Linked DNA regions of Sus scrofa: regions 2 and 3 are each linked to region 1. A link is a contact called in public Hi-C and HiChIP or PLAC-seq data. All regions are on one chromosome and are shown on one strand. Each heading gives the region's core, a stretch centred on a gene start, on an enhancer-like site or on the middle of the called end of the contact. The rest is flanking DNA. Distances are from core to core; before and after follow the strand shown.

Region 1 (5,126 bases), core at 1,884-4,383:
GCAAGCACAGGTTCTTTGACATGAAACAAACGAAAGACGTTTCCTGTGGGGGATTTTCTTTTCTTTTTTTTAATAGTTATTTCCCCAATTCGTTTTTTTTTTACTGCACAGCGCGGGAACCGGTTACGTGTACACATTCTATTTTCGCACGTTATCATGCCTCGTCTTATGTGACTGGACACAGTTTCCAGTGCTATGGGGAATTTTCTGAGTGTCTCACCAATGGAACCATGACTGCTGGACCACACGTGAGTCCCCTGGGGGGATGACAACAGGCAGAAGCCCAAGAGGCCTTACCTGGGGTGTCGGGACGTGGGTGCACTGTTCTTGCAGCACAGGGTCAGGTGCTCGGCCAGACGGGCAGGTGCGGTGCTGGGCCCTCAGGCCCACGTCCTCCCCGGCTTTGGCCGTTAAATCACCAAAGCCACAAGCATGTGGTCCAGAATGAGTAGCAGAATCTGTGGGATGAACAGAGCATCACACGAGGCCGGCTCTCTTCCCACGGTCTCATCAGCCCCACTCCCTGGCCACAGAGCACGAAGGCCCAGCACCTACCCCACCGGGAACAGGATGGATAGCGCGGGACTCAGGAAGAGCAGAGAGGTGAGCTGCTGACCAGCTACCGAGGATTTCCACGGACAGGACACGAGAGACTTGCTCTTTTCTCTCCATCTTAACCACCCGCCAGCGACAAGGCCCGTGGACACCAACACTCGCCAGTCAACGCCAGTCTTTCTCACATTCGCTGAGAGCCCGAGATAACAGACCCTCTCCAACCTTCAGGTGTCACGAGCCAGTAAGATTCCCCCCGCCCCAAACAATCAAAGGCACAACGAGAGCGGCCAAATCTTCACTCTGCTAAATCCCGGGTTTTGTTCTTCTTCTTTAGTTACCATCCACAACCACTATGATTCCAGAAAATGAAAGTACTTCAAACTCTTCACTGTGAAAACATCCAGACACAATGTAACCAGAACAGTGCAGGGACGAGCCGAGCTTCCCTCCCTCCTTCAGCCTCAGGACTGACCACCAGGACCAGCCCTGACCCCTTTCCTGCCCCACACCACTCTGCCACCAGTTTCCGACACATCACATCTGAGGTCCCTACATCAAAGCACATTAGCACAGACAAACAAAAAAGACACAGTGGAGCTCCCTGGTGGCTCAGTAAATTAAGGATTTCAATCTGTGGCTGGAGTTTGATCCCTGGTCCAGGAACTTTCTGCATACCAAGGGCAGGGCCCCTCCCGCCCCCAAAAGGGCGTAACTGACACGATCTCAGAGTGCAGACAACCCGTTTCGGTCTTAGGAAAACCCCTACAAGATCACACATTGCAGAGGACAGGGGAGGACTCCGTTGTGGGCGTGGGCTTGTGGGCGGGGGAAGGCAGAGGATTAAACAGCACTTGGGAGATTTAACCCAATTTGAGATAAATACCTTAAAGAACACCCAAGTTCCACACAGTCCCCTCCTCAGTGTGGACGCAGAGACTTTGAGCAAACACAATTTTCCAAGTTTTGACACAGAGATCAAACCTCTACATCACCAGTTCCACCGGAAACATTAAGCGACAACCCGAATGGGACCTCTGAGGTACAGCATGCGAGAGAAAAAGGTCCTTGTCATCGTCAGCAAGGTCTTTTTTCCCCCCATTTTCAGAGCCACACCCAAGGCACGTGGAGGTTCCCAGGCTAGGGGCTGAATAAGAGCTGCAGCTGCCGGCCTACACCGCGGCCACAGGCACGCGGGATCGGAGGTGCATCTGGGACCTACACCACAGCTCACGGCAACCCCACATCCTCAACCTACCGAGCGAGGCCAGGGATCGAACCCACGTCCTCATGGATACCAGCTGGGTTTGTAACCCAATGAACCACAATGGGAACGCCGTCGGCAAAGCCTCTGATGCAACACTGGATAAGAGGCTCTTCAAAATTCAGAAAGGATACCCTCTCCTGTCCGTTTCCTGTGGTTCATAAACATCTCACACTTACCCCTGCTTGTTTCTACCTCGACTCAAAAGCTTCCTCCAAACAGTCGCCATTCAAGCACATTTTCCCTTCCCTCCCTTTAAATGCACTTTTCCAGTATAAACTGCACCCAAGACTGGCAGCGTCAACCACGTGCTGGCAGGGAGGAGCTCCGGACCAGGGGCTGGGGCCTCCCTGGGGCTCTTTCGGAGGGCTCTTCTGCAGAGCAAACAGCAGGCCGCAGCCAGGAGGGAGCAAGCTGAGCTCCCCTCTCCTCGGAGGCCTGATTGTCTGCATCCCTCGGAGACAGTGGACTGTGTCAGGACCACGATGCTTTCCTCTCTCATCTGTCTTGGTTTGAGGATGCTAGTCTCGCTCCTGGAACCCCAGGGGAGACCCAATGCTACGTGACCAAAGAAATGAGTATTTAAGAAACACATCTTGTACCGAGTCCTCACGTCCACCACGACCATGAGGAAAGCTACTTTCTCCACATCTCTTACTAAAAGGAAACAGACAGAACTCAGCTCAACTACCAAATGAACGCCCTTCCCATGATTCTGACTTAGGTCACTCCATTGGAAGTCTGAATCCTGCATAAAAGACGCTTCTGCATGTAACGACTGAGCCCAACATCGACAGCAGCGTGGGCTCCTGGCCAGGGCTGCTCTCCCTTCCACCAAGGGTCGGCCCAGGTGTGCGGAGAAGAGCAGAGAGCAGTCCTGGACAAGTCTCCCCGTCGGCCCTGGAGCTCCTCGCGGACCGCGTAGCCCGAGGCCTTCCTCTAGACCCCGGAGCCCCTCGCGGACGCGCAACCCTGGGGCCTCTCCGTGGGCTCCGGAACCGCTCGTGGACGCGCAGCCTGTGGGGACTGCGCAGCTTCACGACCTCCCCGTGGAACCCACAGTCCCTCGCAGACGAGCACTCAAGTGTCCCCAGAACCCTCCCAGCGCACGCCGCATCGGACTGCACCTTCCCACGCCCCGCCTGCCTGAAGCCCTCCACCCGGTCTGCGCGCTGCCCCGACCCAGCCCCAACCTACCTGGCCCTCGGCAGGCCGGGAAGCAGGCCCGCGGCGCTGGCGTCTACTCTGCACGGCCCCGCACACGCACCATCCGGGCCTCCGGCGCCTCACACACGTGTCACGATGACGCTTAAAGGCGCCAGCGACTCGCAGCCCGGGCGGCGGAACCCCTAAAGCCCTCTGCAGCTTTAAGAGGCGGGGCTAGCTTGGACCCCATTCCCTGGGCCCGCCCACAGCCGCTATACGCACCCTGTACGTCATCTCCCCTATCCGCGCTCCGCGAGCCTACGCGGTGACGCAAGCACGTAGAGCGGGAGTCGTCCCGCCCTCTAGGCCCTTGCCGGGCGAGTTCCGGAAAAGCACGTGAGGCGCCTGCTTCCGGGTCTGGCGCGCTGGGCGCACCTGTGGCGGCGTCCGACCTTCCTTCTTGCGCACTGTCCGGACGGGCGCGCGTGGCCCTGGCTCGCACCCTCTGAGGCCTTTAATAACCAAGACACTTGCCGGGCGAGAAGAGGGCTACAGGCCCAGTAAAGCCTGGTGTGGCGGAGCAAAGAGCTCTTGGGATGAAGGGGTCGGAAGTGAGGGCGAATGACCTTTACAGAGTGCGGGGCCTCGCGCAATTCCCAGACTCCACTCCCTTCCTCCAAAAGAGTCTTCCTGACTACAGTTAAGGTTTGAATTGGTTGAATGTTTGCAAACACGTTTTGCTTTTACAGTATTTTTAAAAATGTCTTTCACCTGAATCCGCCGGATTGCCTTCCGTCGGGTTCCCCAGAGCACGTGAAGAGAGCGCTGCTCGTGGCCTGACCTCCAGATACTCTCATAGAAGCAAAAGATGATTGTTATTTCACAGTAAACGACGTTTCCTAGAAGGAGTACACGACCCAACTGCTGACAAGTGTGAAGGGTGGGCTGGGCGGGTTCCTGGGTGAACCAACTAGAAACCCAGACCTAGTTGTCATGCCCCCTTTCCGCACAGTCCTTCAAGCAGGGATGGTGGGAGAGGATGGGTATAATTGAAACAAAATCGGAGTTCCCGTCGTGGCGCAGTGGTTGGCGAATCCGACTAGGAACCATGAGGTTGCGGGTTCGATCCCTGCCCTTGCTCAGTGGGTTAACGATCCGGCGTTGCCGTGAGCTGTGGTGTAGGTTGCAGACGCGGCTCGGATCCCGCGTTGCTGTGGCTCTGGCGTAGGCCGGTGGCTACAGCTCCGATTCAACCCCTAGCCTGGGAACCTCCATGTGCCGCGGGAGCGGCCCAAAGAAATAGCAAAAAAAAAAAAAGAAAAAGAAACAAAATCCACCGGTAGTTATTACTTGGTGTGGGGGGTGTTGAAAAAGCAGACAAGCATAAACAAACTCACAGGAGCCTGAGTTTACGCTCTACCCTGTCTCTGAGAATCCTCAACTACAGAGATTCAGATTGGGATTTGTCCCTGAGTCCTCTCTGTGCCCTAAAACAACGACTCAAGGCTTTCTCATTATTCCAGTCCTGATACAATGCATAAATGAGTGATTAAAAATATGGAGACATACTACCTAGCCATAAAAAAGAACGAAGTAATGTCATTTGCAGCAACATGGATGGAACTAGGGACTCATACTGAGTGAAGTAAGTCAGAAAGAGACAAATACTGTATGATATCACTTATAACTGGAATTTTTTTTTTTTTTTTGTCCTTTTGCCATTTCTTGGGCCGCTCCCTCGGCATATGGAGGTTCCCAGGCTAAGGGTCGAATCGGAACTGTAGCCACCCCCCTACGCCAGAGCCACAGCAACGTGGGATCCGAACCGCATCTGCAACCTACACCACAGGTCACGGCCACGCCGGGTCGTTAACCCACTGAGCAAGGGCAGGGATCGAACCCACAACCTCATGGTTCCCAGTCGGATTCGTTAACCACTGCGCCACGACGGGAACTCCGTAACTGGAATCTAATACACAGCACAAAGGAATCTTTCCACAGAAAAGAAAATCATGGACTTGGAGAATAGACTTGTGGTTGCCCCGGGGGAGGGGAGAAAGTGGGAGGGAGTGGGAGCTTGGGGTTAAGGAATGGATTAACAATGAGATCCTGCTGTGTAGCACTGAGAACTATGGCTGGATACCACGGAGCACGACAATGGGAG
Region 2 (5,126 bases), core at 1,772-4,271, 54 kb after region 1:
GCTCCCCTCCTCCCCCCTTCACCCTAAACCTCACAACCTAATCTTAAACTCTTTTTGCCAACCAGGGTTCCACTCCCACAGGCTGCGAGAGCTAAGGAGATGCCTCCCAGAAACCCTCACACAGGCAGACAGAAATATGACTGTTTCCTAGGCCGACTGCCTCCTGCAGACACCAAGCCATTTAACAAGCCCGCATCCAGCCAACAATGAAAGGAGCCAGCACACTGCAGAAGGCCAGTCTTCAAGGACCCCAACGTGCAACAGGCCATTGCCTTTCCCAGACTCCTGGGCCACTGCCTCGATGGCACAGTCACCTGGAGGGCTTTAAAATTACAAAAGCCAAGATCTGAACCAGACCTTCGGTATCTGCAAAGAGATCCAGACCCCAGGCAACGCCGCTCTCGGCCGGAGCGGGAATCATCACCGAGCCTGCAGCACCTAAAGGAGAAGCAGGCATGGAAAGGCCACTGCTTTTTCTGCAGGGCTTGCTCCACGGCCATCCGGGGCCCACACCCTGGGAGGTCTCAGCAGCATATCCGGGGTGGAACGAGCACAGAAGGGCTGCGTGTGGAACGAGCCTGGGCAGCATCCCCCTCAACTTCACGTCCACCCAGAACCTGGGGATGTGGCCTTATTTGGAAGTAGGGGATTGCAGATGTGAACAAGACGAGGTCACAGGGGACTAGGGCAGGCCCAGAATCCAATGACTGGTACAAGAGGAGAAGACACGGGCAGGCAGAGAAGAGGGCCACGAGGGAATGGAGCAGCGACTGGAGCGACGTGTCCATAAGCCAAGGGACACCAAGGGTGGCCCGGAGCCACCAGGAGAGAGACTGGGAACAGACCCCCTCAGAGCCTCCAAAGGGACGTCCCCTGCCAGCACCTTCACCTTGGCCCTTAGGCCCTGCAGACTGAGAGAGAATCAGTGCCTATGGTCTAGGGCTCCCGGTCTGCCGTCACTTGTTGCAGCAGCCACAGGAATCTCATGTACTGGGCTCTGCAGCACGAGTCTGGCCTCGGCTGGCCTGGCTGGACCGCTGGGCTGGGCTGGGGTTAAAAGTGTGGGCTCGGCTATGATTTTGCTGCAAATGATTTGGACACAAATGTCAGGAGGTGCAGGTGGAAGAGAGGGTGACGCGCCAAGCAAGAAGGAGCCTGCAGACTCACGGAGTCTCCTGGACCCTGACCTTTGCTGCCCTTGATCCAAACCCAAAGCAGAAACCTTGGCTGATGCTGGACAAGGATGGGAGCGGCTGGCTGGACACTGTCTCCGCGCAGCTGAGGGGTGTAAGGTGGTCCCCAGGCCCAGCCCCTTCCCTCTTGGCCCCCTCGACCCCAGTGTCTTCCGAGCCATGGGTTCCCTCGGGGCCTGGGCCTGATTCTGCCCCGACCGCAGCCTCTCTCTCAGCGAGGGGCCTGCCCAGGCCTGGACCCCCAGGCGACATGACATCCCACGGGAGGGCCAGTCCCGGCCCCCCCACTGGGAGGAGCCTCTCCTCCTCCTGCAAATCTTCTCCAAACTGGAGGACAGACTCGACTTGCCCCAATTCGAGTTCTGCGGAAGGCAAGCACACACCTCGCCCCACGCGCAGGTGGCCTGAGCTACGTGTTGTGCCTGAAGACCTCCCAAGCCAGGCGGTGGTGGCAGTTCCAGGGGCCAACTGGGGTGTGGCCAGGAGCCGGGGAGGAGGCAGGGGAGTGTGGGGAGATCAGAGGGGCATGGCTGACAGGAGGAGAAACCCACAGACCCTGGCTTTGAGTCGGCCCACGTGAGTGTGGCCCAGCCTCACCACACCTGGCCTGGCAACAAGATGCTCTGCTGGCTGACACTTAGAAGCTGAAAAAAACCTGTTGGAAGCAGCCGCAGAGGCCCACCTGCTGTGCATCTGTCCTTCTGGTTAAAGGCAGCGTGCCTCGGGAAAAACCGCCTGACCATCACCAGGGCACAGGGGGCCTGCGAGCACCAGAGCTGGCTGGGAACCGCTGGGGCCCAGGTGGTTCCTCCCGTTTTTGCTGCATTCTCCCTGCTTCTGTCTCCTGCCCCTCTGGGGATCAACAAATAACCAAGCTCTCCTTCCCTGGAGAGCTCCCATCTCTGGGGGGGCAAGGGGCCCTGAGGGGAACAGATACTTGCTGGGGCCTCTAAGCAGCCATACAGCCCTATCTCAGCCTCCAGTCACCAGAGCCCCCAATTTGTGTGAATGTCCTGAAAAAGCAGTCACCACTCAAGGACGCTCCTGCCTGTCCCTGGATGCAGGGTATGGAGCAAGGAGCCCGCCCTGGAGCTCTGCCCATCTTTCTCCCTACCCCTCGGAGGCCAGGGGAGCCTGCCCAGGAGAGGGAAGCTTCCGTCCTGGCCAGCCTGATCTGACCAGCCCCAAATGGGGCTGGTGGGAGAGGCCCCGCTGGTGCAGCCCTTCCCCACCCAGCTCCAAGCCCAGAGGAGCCCAACTCCCATTTCATTTCACCTGTGAAAGTTTCCTCCCGGGGTCCCCAGTCCTCCCACCCCCACGCCGTGTCCCCCACTCTCCCCACCCCCGCGCTGGCATCCCAGGGCCCTCCGCCTGCCAAAACCCGATCCGTTCCCTGGCTCCCTTTTCTGGGGCTGGAGCTGCAGCGGAATTTCGGTGGAATTTTGAGGTTGAGAAGCATCTCGGCAGAGAGGAAAAGAAAGGGAGAGAAGGAAGGGGGAAAAGAAAGTACGATTTTGGCGTCAACTTGCAGGATTCTAGAAGGCACCGAGGCCCAGGAGGCGGGCGCTGGGTCCCTCTGCAAGATGCGGCCGGGCGGGCGGGGCGCCGGCGAAACCTCGGGGGTCCCGCGCGGCCCGCGGGGGCGGTGGGCACCGGGCCGGGGCGGGGTCGCGGTCCTTACCTACGTCTGCATTGCAAAACGCCTGTTGCGGGTGCACGGGGGAGCAGCTGCAGGCGTCGGCCGGGCGGAGCAGTGTCCCCAGCAGCAGCAGGAGGCCGAGCGCGAGCCGCAGGCTGCGGGCCGCGGCGCCCATGGCGGGCGGGGGGCGGGGGGCGCGGGCTCGGGCTCGCCGCCGCCGCCTGGGCTCGGGGAGCTCCCCTCTCGCCGGCCGGGGCCGCGCGGGTCTCGGCGGCGCTCCGCGGGCGCGCCCTCCGCTCTGGCCCGCACTTGCCGCACAAACTTTCTCGGCTCTTGGTCGCGGGCGCGGCGAGGGGCGCGGGGTGCGGCCCGCGGCGCGGAGGAGAGAGCGGGCGGGGGCGGCGGGCGGCGGGCGGCGGGCGAACGAGCAGGCGGGCGCGCCGCGGCCTGGGTCCCGGCGGCTCCACTGCCTTCTATGGATGTGTGCGCCGCGGGCGCGGGCCGAGCCGGCCTTTTATTGCGATACTTAGCTCCTTGGCTCCGCCCCCCGGTGGCGGGCGGCCAATGACGGCCCCGGGAGCTCCCCTCCCCGCGCGCCTCCCGCGCCTCCCGGCCCTCCCCCAAGCCCGGCTTTTGTTGTTCCCAGCCCGGCCCGGCCCCCGGCCCGCCGCTGCGCACCTGGCTTCCCCCCGCCCGGGACCGCACCCTGCAGGCTCCCGAATCGCCAGGGGTTGGGGGAGGGGGTGCTGCGGCGCGGACAGCGCCCCACACAGCCTGACTCAGCACCTGGGACTCGCAGCCCACCCCTCCAGGGCATCAGGCGGCACACCCACCAGCCCTTCCCCTCCAGCTGGGCACAGGAGGTGTACACTGCCTGATTCCCTTCCACCCCGGGGGGCGCTGAGATTCTAGCCAGAGACTGAAAGAGAAAAAGGATGTGCGCTTTGGAACAGGGGTCGTTCTCGGCCGCCCCTCGCCCTGCCCCCGCCCCCTGCTCCCTGTGGCTGGGTGGCCTGAAACTTACCAAGGACTCCTTTTCAAATGGAGGCCTTAGAATTTTAAGTGCGCTTAGCCAGCGGAGTTAGAGGGAGAGGCAGAGTGGTTACCAGGAGCAAACCAGGGTTTTGTTTGTTTGTTTGTTTGTTTGTTTAGGGCCGCACCCGAGGCACGGGGAAGTTCCCAGGCTAGGGGTCAAATTAGAGCTACAGCTGCCAGTCTACACCACAGCCACAGCCACACAGGGGATCTGAGTAGGGTCTGCCACATACACCACAACGCAAGGCTGGATCCTTAACCCACTGAACAGGGCCAGGGACCAAACCGGCGTCGTCATGGCTGCTACTCGGGTTTGTTACCGCTGAGCCACAAAGGGAACTCCAAAACGGGATTCATAAACTGGCCATATTTTTAACCAGCCAGCAAGGGGGGTGGTTGGGCCCAGAAGCCCAGGAGCCTGAAGGACTGGATGAAGGCATTTTCTGGGCCCTGCTCATGGTTCCTCCCTTAGCCCACAAGCGTGGGAGCTGAAGGACTTTTCCCAAAACAATTCTGGGTTCCAAGAAAGGCAGAGGGTCTTAGGAGGCATCCATCAGGAAATGTGACACCCCCCCCCACCCCGTCTGCCTATGAGCCCCTTCTGTGGTGGGCACTGTTGCACAGAGAGCTTCATTCTTGCCCGCAGGATGTTTGTAATCGAGCTGCAGAGCTGTAAACCGAAGAATAAAGACATAATTAAAGAATAATCACCCGCTAAGCTGTGTGATGCTGACTCGAGATATGAAACTGGAAAATATTGAAAGAATGGAAAAACAGTTTCTTTCTGTTTATGCGTGCTTTGCAACAGACAACTTGGAACCAAGTCAAATAGGCAGAGCAGTTATTTTTAGCACCCTGACAAATCCAAAGTCACTTTTTCGGCTTTTGTTTCTGTAAAATAGAGCCGTGTCATTCGTGAAATGGTGTTTGATGCTAACTTCTTAAGTACAGTGAATTCGGGAAATTATGACACGTTGGCTGCCTTTTCAGTTTCTTCTCTCTCTTTCTTTGTTATTACAAGTAGAGCAAAATGCTGTTGAACTTTACAGAAGCTAAAATCAATTTGTGAGTTTATGAAACAGGTAACTCGGGGGCTCTCAGCCTTTCAAGCAAGATAGACGCATAAACAGTTAAACATACATGAGGGTGAGAAATATGTTAGAACAAAACATTGTAAATCAACTATAATTTTATTTATTTATTTATCTTTTTGGTCTTTTTAGGGCCGAACCATGGCATATGGAAGTTCCCAGGCTAAG
Region 3 (5,126 bases), core at 1,515-4,014, 47 kb before region 1:
ATGGAAGGTTGTGGAGATGGAGGCAAAGCCTAAAGAACCGAAAATCTTCCTACGATCACCCTGAGCTATTAGGTACTTTTCCAGTGGTAAACCTCTGGGTGGGGAAATCTTCTCTAATTCAACCTTTCTGGTTCCTCCAAAATACAAAGAATATAATTTTTTTGAATTGTATAAAGAGAAAGCAAAAGCTTCTTCATCTTTCCCCGGGGTCAGCCAGCCCCCAAAGATGTCCCAGAGCCTGTGAGTACGTTACCCCTACACAGCAAAAGGGGATTAACCAGCGCAGAATTAAGGCTTCGGGTCCTTATCCTCATCCAAGGGGGTCCAGGGCAGCACAAGGTCCTCATTAGAAGAAGCAGAGGTCAGAGAGAAATGAGAAGATGCTACCTGCTGGCTCTGAAGATGAAAGGTGGCCACCAGCCAAGCAACGTGGGCAGCCTCCAGGCGCTGGAAAGGGCGAGGAGACAGATGTTCCCCTGGGACCTTCAGAGAGGAGCACAGCCCTAGAAACACCTTGATTTCAGCCCAGGGAGGCCAAATGTGGACTTCTGACCTCCAGAACTCTAAGACAAATGTACGTTGTTGTAAGCCACCAAGTTAGAGTCACCACAGGAAACAAGTACAGCCTGCCTCCCTTCACCTCTTCCAAGCACAAACTCATGTCATGCCTGGTGGCAGGGCAGTCATTGTGTTAAAGGCAACCAGACCAACAGCTTCCTGCCTCGCCCGGTGGGTCAGAACCCCAGGAGCGAGCATGAAGAAAGCCTGGGAGAAGAACACTGCGATCTCTGAGATCCGGCAGAAAGCAACAGCACAGAAAACAGCAGCAGGCCAAGCTGGAGAAGGCTTCTCCGGGTGGGCAGAAAGAGAGAAGCCCGGAGGGGCCAAAAAATCCTTTGCGCCCCGCCAGAGGGTCTTTTTTTTTTTTTTTTTTTTTCTTTTTTAGAGAATTTCACATTTATTTCAATCCTTTTTTAAATCTTTTTTAAGGTGAAGCATTATTGTTGATTTACAATGTTGTGTTCATTTCTGCTGTACAGCAAAGTGATTCAGAGACACACACTTTTTTTTAATTCTTTCCCATTACGGTCTAGTGATTTTTTTTTTTTTTTTTTCCCAATCACAGAACAAACAGCACATACTGCTTTTACCTGTAAGGAAACAAGGGGACATGGGATGGGTACCACCCCTCATGGGCTGTGGACCTCAGGCCACAGCGGGTTTTGAGAGCAGCGGCCCTTGCCGTCTGCCACTCACGGTTGAGGGTCCACCCTTCTGGCGTCAGCAGTTCCTCAACAACTTACCCATAAATAAACAGAAAACCATAGCCACATGCTTCACCATTCACATTTATAACCTAGCCCACTGACAAAGCTTGCTCCCTCAGAATTCAAGAAACAAACGCTGCCTATGTCGCTTTGTCACTAAAGCAGGACTGGGTTCCATTTAGCCTCATAAGCGTTTCAAACTCTGCCACTAAACGACAAAAGTTCACCACTCCTTCTATAGGCCACTCTTTAATTTCCTATAAACAAAATGGTCAGTGACTTAACTAAAGCATCTCACGGAACCTGCAGCACCCCACGATCTGGAGCTATTTGCGGGAGGAATGCCCTGCCGCTGGCCAAGAGCTTCCAGGGTAAGCTTAGCTGGAGGAGGATTTGCAAAATGGTAGTTTTGTCAAGTTTTCTCTGTGTTGTGTGATTACGATGCCGCGTCTCTGTGCGCAGACAAGAAAGCAAACTTGGGTTACTCCGCGCCCGTCGGGCTTCCCCGGCAGGAGTTTCGTACCAGCAGCCAGTTCACACGCAACAGCGGTCAGCGATCGGGGGTGGCCGGGGTCCTGGCCCCGACGGCACCCTCAAGTCGCAGCCTGCCCACTACGGGTTCGCTGGCTCTGTTTTCTCATTTTCGCTCTGAACAAAGACCTGGACCGGGGCACACAACTTGCGAACACCGAAAGGGCCGGAAACTACGGAGAACGCGCCCGCGGGGACTCGAGCGATCGCTGAGGCCCGCGGTGGGGCTGCAGGACGGCCGGGCCCGCGCCGGATAGCGGCCCGCGACCCCCGCCGAGACCCCGGCCCCGAGACCCCCGCCCCGAGATCCTCGCTCTGCGAACCCAGCCCGAGACCCCGGCCCCGCGACCCTCGCTCTGCGAACGCAGCCCGAGACCCCCGCCGCGAGATCCTCGCCCCGGCGACCCTCGCCCCCGGGACCCAGACCCAGTGACCCTCGCCCCAGAGACCCCGGGCCCTAAGACCCACGTCCCAGAGACCGGAGGCCGGAGATCCCCGCCTCGCCAGCATCGGCCCGAAGATCCCCACCCTGGACACTCGGGCCCTGAGACCCCGGTCCACGACCACGGCCCCAGAGACCCCAGCCCGGCGACCCCCGGCGCCCGCCCTGGAGACCCGGACATTGCGACGCCGGCCCCTCAGCGTCCCTCAGCCCTCCGCCTCCGGGCCACCGCGGACCCCTGCCCTGCGGAGGCCACCGCCCGGCCCTGCTGCCCCGGGCTCCCGTCCGGCACCACCGTCCCCGGGAAACGCGAGCCGCCAGAGGCGCGGCCGGGCGCCGGGCCGGAGAAGAGAGGAAGCGAGAAAGAGGGCGTCTGCCGGTCGGGCCACGGGCCATACTGACCGTAGCTGTCGTCTTCGTCCATGGTGCCGGGGCCGAGCTCCACGCCCGGTTCGCCGCTCGCCCCTGGTCCCGTCGCTCCCGGCCCCACTAGCCCAGCCCGCCTCGGAGCCCCGCCCCCGGCCCCGCGCCCGCCGCCCGCCCCTCGCCTCCCGCGGGGCGCCCCGCCTGCCGCCTGCGCGCGCGCACACACACACTCCCCTGCACGCGGCCGCTTCCCGGCCGGCGCCTGCGCACGCGCGCCCGCCCAGGCCCCGCCCCCGGGTCCGCAGGCCCGCCCCCGCCGTTCGCGCGCGCGCCGCCGGGGCTGCCGGGGCTGCGTCCTCTAGAGCGCCCGCTCCTGCGTAGGCTCGCCCACCCAGGCCCCGCCCCCGGCGCGCCCCTTGGCCAGAGGCCCCGCCCCGACCACGCCCCAGCCCCAGCCCCGCCCCGGCCGCCTCCGGAGGCCCCGCAGGTTTCGGCTTTCGCAAGGGCAGAGCTGGCCCCAGCGACACAACCCAAGCCAGGCCGCCCACAAAGGCCCAAGGTCGTGTCCGGCCACTGAAGGGCAGGGTGGCCCTCGCTGACGTCAGCTTCGCAGGTCAGGCCCGCCCAGATTGCCAGAGGAGCCTGGCCCTTGGCCAAAGACCAGAATATTTGAATTCACTATTACTGTGGTCTGAATCTTAGTACTGTGACTGTCATGAGATCCCAGTCTCATACTTTCTTTTACTTGTCTTTATTTACCAGATCTAGTTTCAAAGGGAAGCACCTCGTCTCTGAGCCATGAAGGCTTTCGGAGACCTTGATTCCTGTGCCTCTTAAATTCACGAGTTTCTAGACTGTTCCCTGCATGTTTCATTTGCCTGCACTTTGCAGACCAGTCCCCTCCCACCAGTAAACTGAGCTGCCCCCCTTTGCTGAGCATGGGCCTGAGCTCTGCACCTGGGGGTGGGGACCTCTGCAATTTTTAATTTAGAAAAGTGAAGAAAAACGCCATTTTTCCAGCCACTCCCAGTTGCAGTCACTCTTCCTTGGTTTGGTGTTACCCATAAAAATTACAAGTGCCTCAGCTGGAAGGGACATCAAAATCACTCATCGCACAGGGAGGTCCAGGCTCCTCCTGGTGTGCACAGCTCTGGACACGCAGCATGACGTGCTGCACCCCGGAGCTGCTGGAGGAAAGCACAACCCAAATCCCCAGAAATGTCCCTTAAAGGTCACAAGACCTGGATTGCAATACCTGTCTCAGCAGCCTGTTTCCTTACTGGCCAGACAGCCCTAAAATATGCCTCCCAGGAGACAACAAAGAAAAGTAATTCCTCTCATGCAGAAGGAATAAATGAATGAGGAAACTTTCTGCATCTGCTTCCTATTTGCCTTATGACCTGGGCAAACAGCTCGACTCCCCGGACCTGTTTCCCACTCCTAGAACACAGCCTCTGCCTGTAAAATCCGGGCTTCTGCCCAATATTGATCTCCGAAGTGACAGATCTGTCACCGTGCACTCGGCTTCTCCACCGCGGACAATATTTTTGTTAGATGAGATGGATTTCAACACATCAGCCTGAGGAATCCTAATTGTTACATCCCATCAGGGTGCAGCTCTGGCCCACCCTTGGGTGGCTGAGACAATCATGTGTTCACAGACACCCTCTGACTCCCCTGAGTTGTCTGACCAGCCTGTGGTGGAGAAGCTTGATGGCTCCTGAGCGTCCGAGAAGGTGGTCTCCTTTTCCTTAGATTCCGTGCTGCTTGCGAGTCATTCCAGAAGTCAGACACTTCCGCTGTACAGAGTGTTTGTTCTCTTACTTCTCAAAGGTTGATTCTGGTGGACCTAGGAGTTTAGTCGTCACTGGTTTCACCTAACTCTTGCTCAATGACCAAAACTTGGGAGGAAAGCAATTCAGGTAACAAGGTAGTTCTAAGATCTGATCTCAACTCCCAAACCCGGTCCCTGGAGATGGAAAGGGATACGGGGCCTGAATGTTAATCACTTCGATTAGCATAGAATGGACTCTTTACAAATTCCCTTAACTTACATTGTTTCATTTTAACGGAGTGTTCAAAAGGCAGGTCCTGACGCTGAAAGGCTGAGAAACCAGTCACCATGGACTGAAGAGAAGACAGAATAAAATAGAATCCACGTCCATCACACATCATAAGGATGATGTTTGGCGCTGGTAGGGATGTAAAATGGACGTGACTGAGGGTCACTGTCGTAAGACCCTCTATCAGCTCATGGCTGGGAGGGTTCGTTGAACTGCTATCGCCCACTACAGATTTGGAAACTGAGGCTCACAGAGCTCACAGTGTAGAATAGGAGCCACCAGTTCAGCTTCACCTGCCGCTTGTGTCCTCAGCCCCTGGAGCACAGCGAGACCTCAAAGGGCAGAGCTGGAGGCAGGGAGTCTAGTTGTCTGCTGCTTCCCCCAGATCTCTTCAAACATTAGAATTTCAGAGCAAGTTTTGTGAGCCGAGGTAACCCCAGATGCATTCTTTCCTGT

Evidence for each region. A called contact is a pair of places that touch in the nucleus more often than the background predicts. HiChIP or PLAC-seq counts read pairs in DNA pulled down with a chosen protein or histone mark.
Region 2: an H3K27ac HiChIP or PLAC-seq map of skeletal muscle shows a contact between it and region 1. The contact joins the promoter of TIMP2 here to the promoter of USP36 in region 1. A contact is called at or near these places in 3 of 47 Hi-C or Micro-C datasets (blood, embryonic fibroblasts and fibroblasts) and 2 of 2 datasets of contacts at active chromatin or transcription factors (alveolar macrophages and skeletal muscle).
Region 3: a Hi-C map of liver shows a contact between it and region 1, with 7 times the contacts expected there. The contact joins the promoter of CYTH1 here to the promoter of USP36 in region 1. A contact is called at or near these places in 1 of 5 promoter capture datasets (liver), 4 of 47 Hi-C or Micro-C datasets (blood, embryonic fibroblasts, liver and 1 more) and 2 of 2 datasets of contacts at active chromatin or transcription factors (alveolar macrophages and skeletal muscle).

What each region holds. Positions count from the first base shown.
Region 1 is chr12:3,307,183-3,312,308 of Sscrofa11.1, reverse strand. It overlaps USP36 (ubiquitin carboxyl-terminal hydrolase 36), which reads right to left and starts at 3,133. Exons shown (of 22, transcript XM_021066521.1): 1 at 3,014-3,133; 2 at 298-458.
Region 2 is chr12:3,252,689-3,257,814 of Sscrofa11.1, reverse strand. TIMP2 (TIMP metallopeptidase inhibitor 2) reads right to left here and starts at 3,021. Exons shown (of 5, transcript NM_001145985.1): 1 at 2,875-3,021. The coding sequence starts at 3,007.
Region 3 is chr12:3,353,903-3,359,028 of Sscrofa11.1, reverse strand. It overlaps CYTH1 (cytohesin-1), which reads right to left and starts at 2,764. Exons shown (of 13, transcript XM_013989851.2): 1 at 2,644-2,764. The coding sequence starts at 2,665.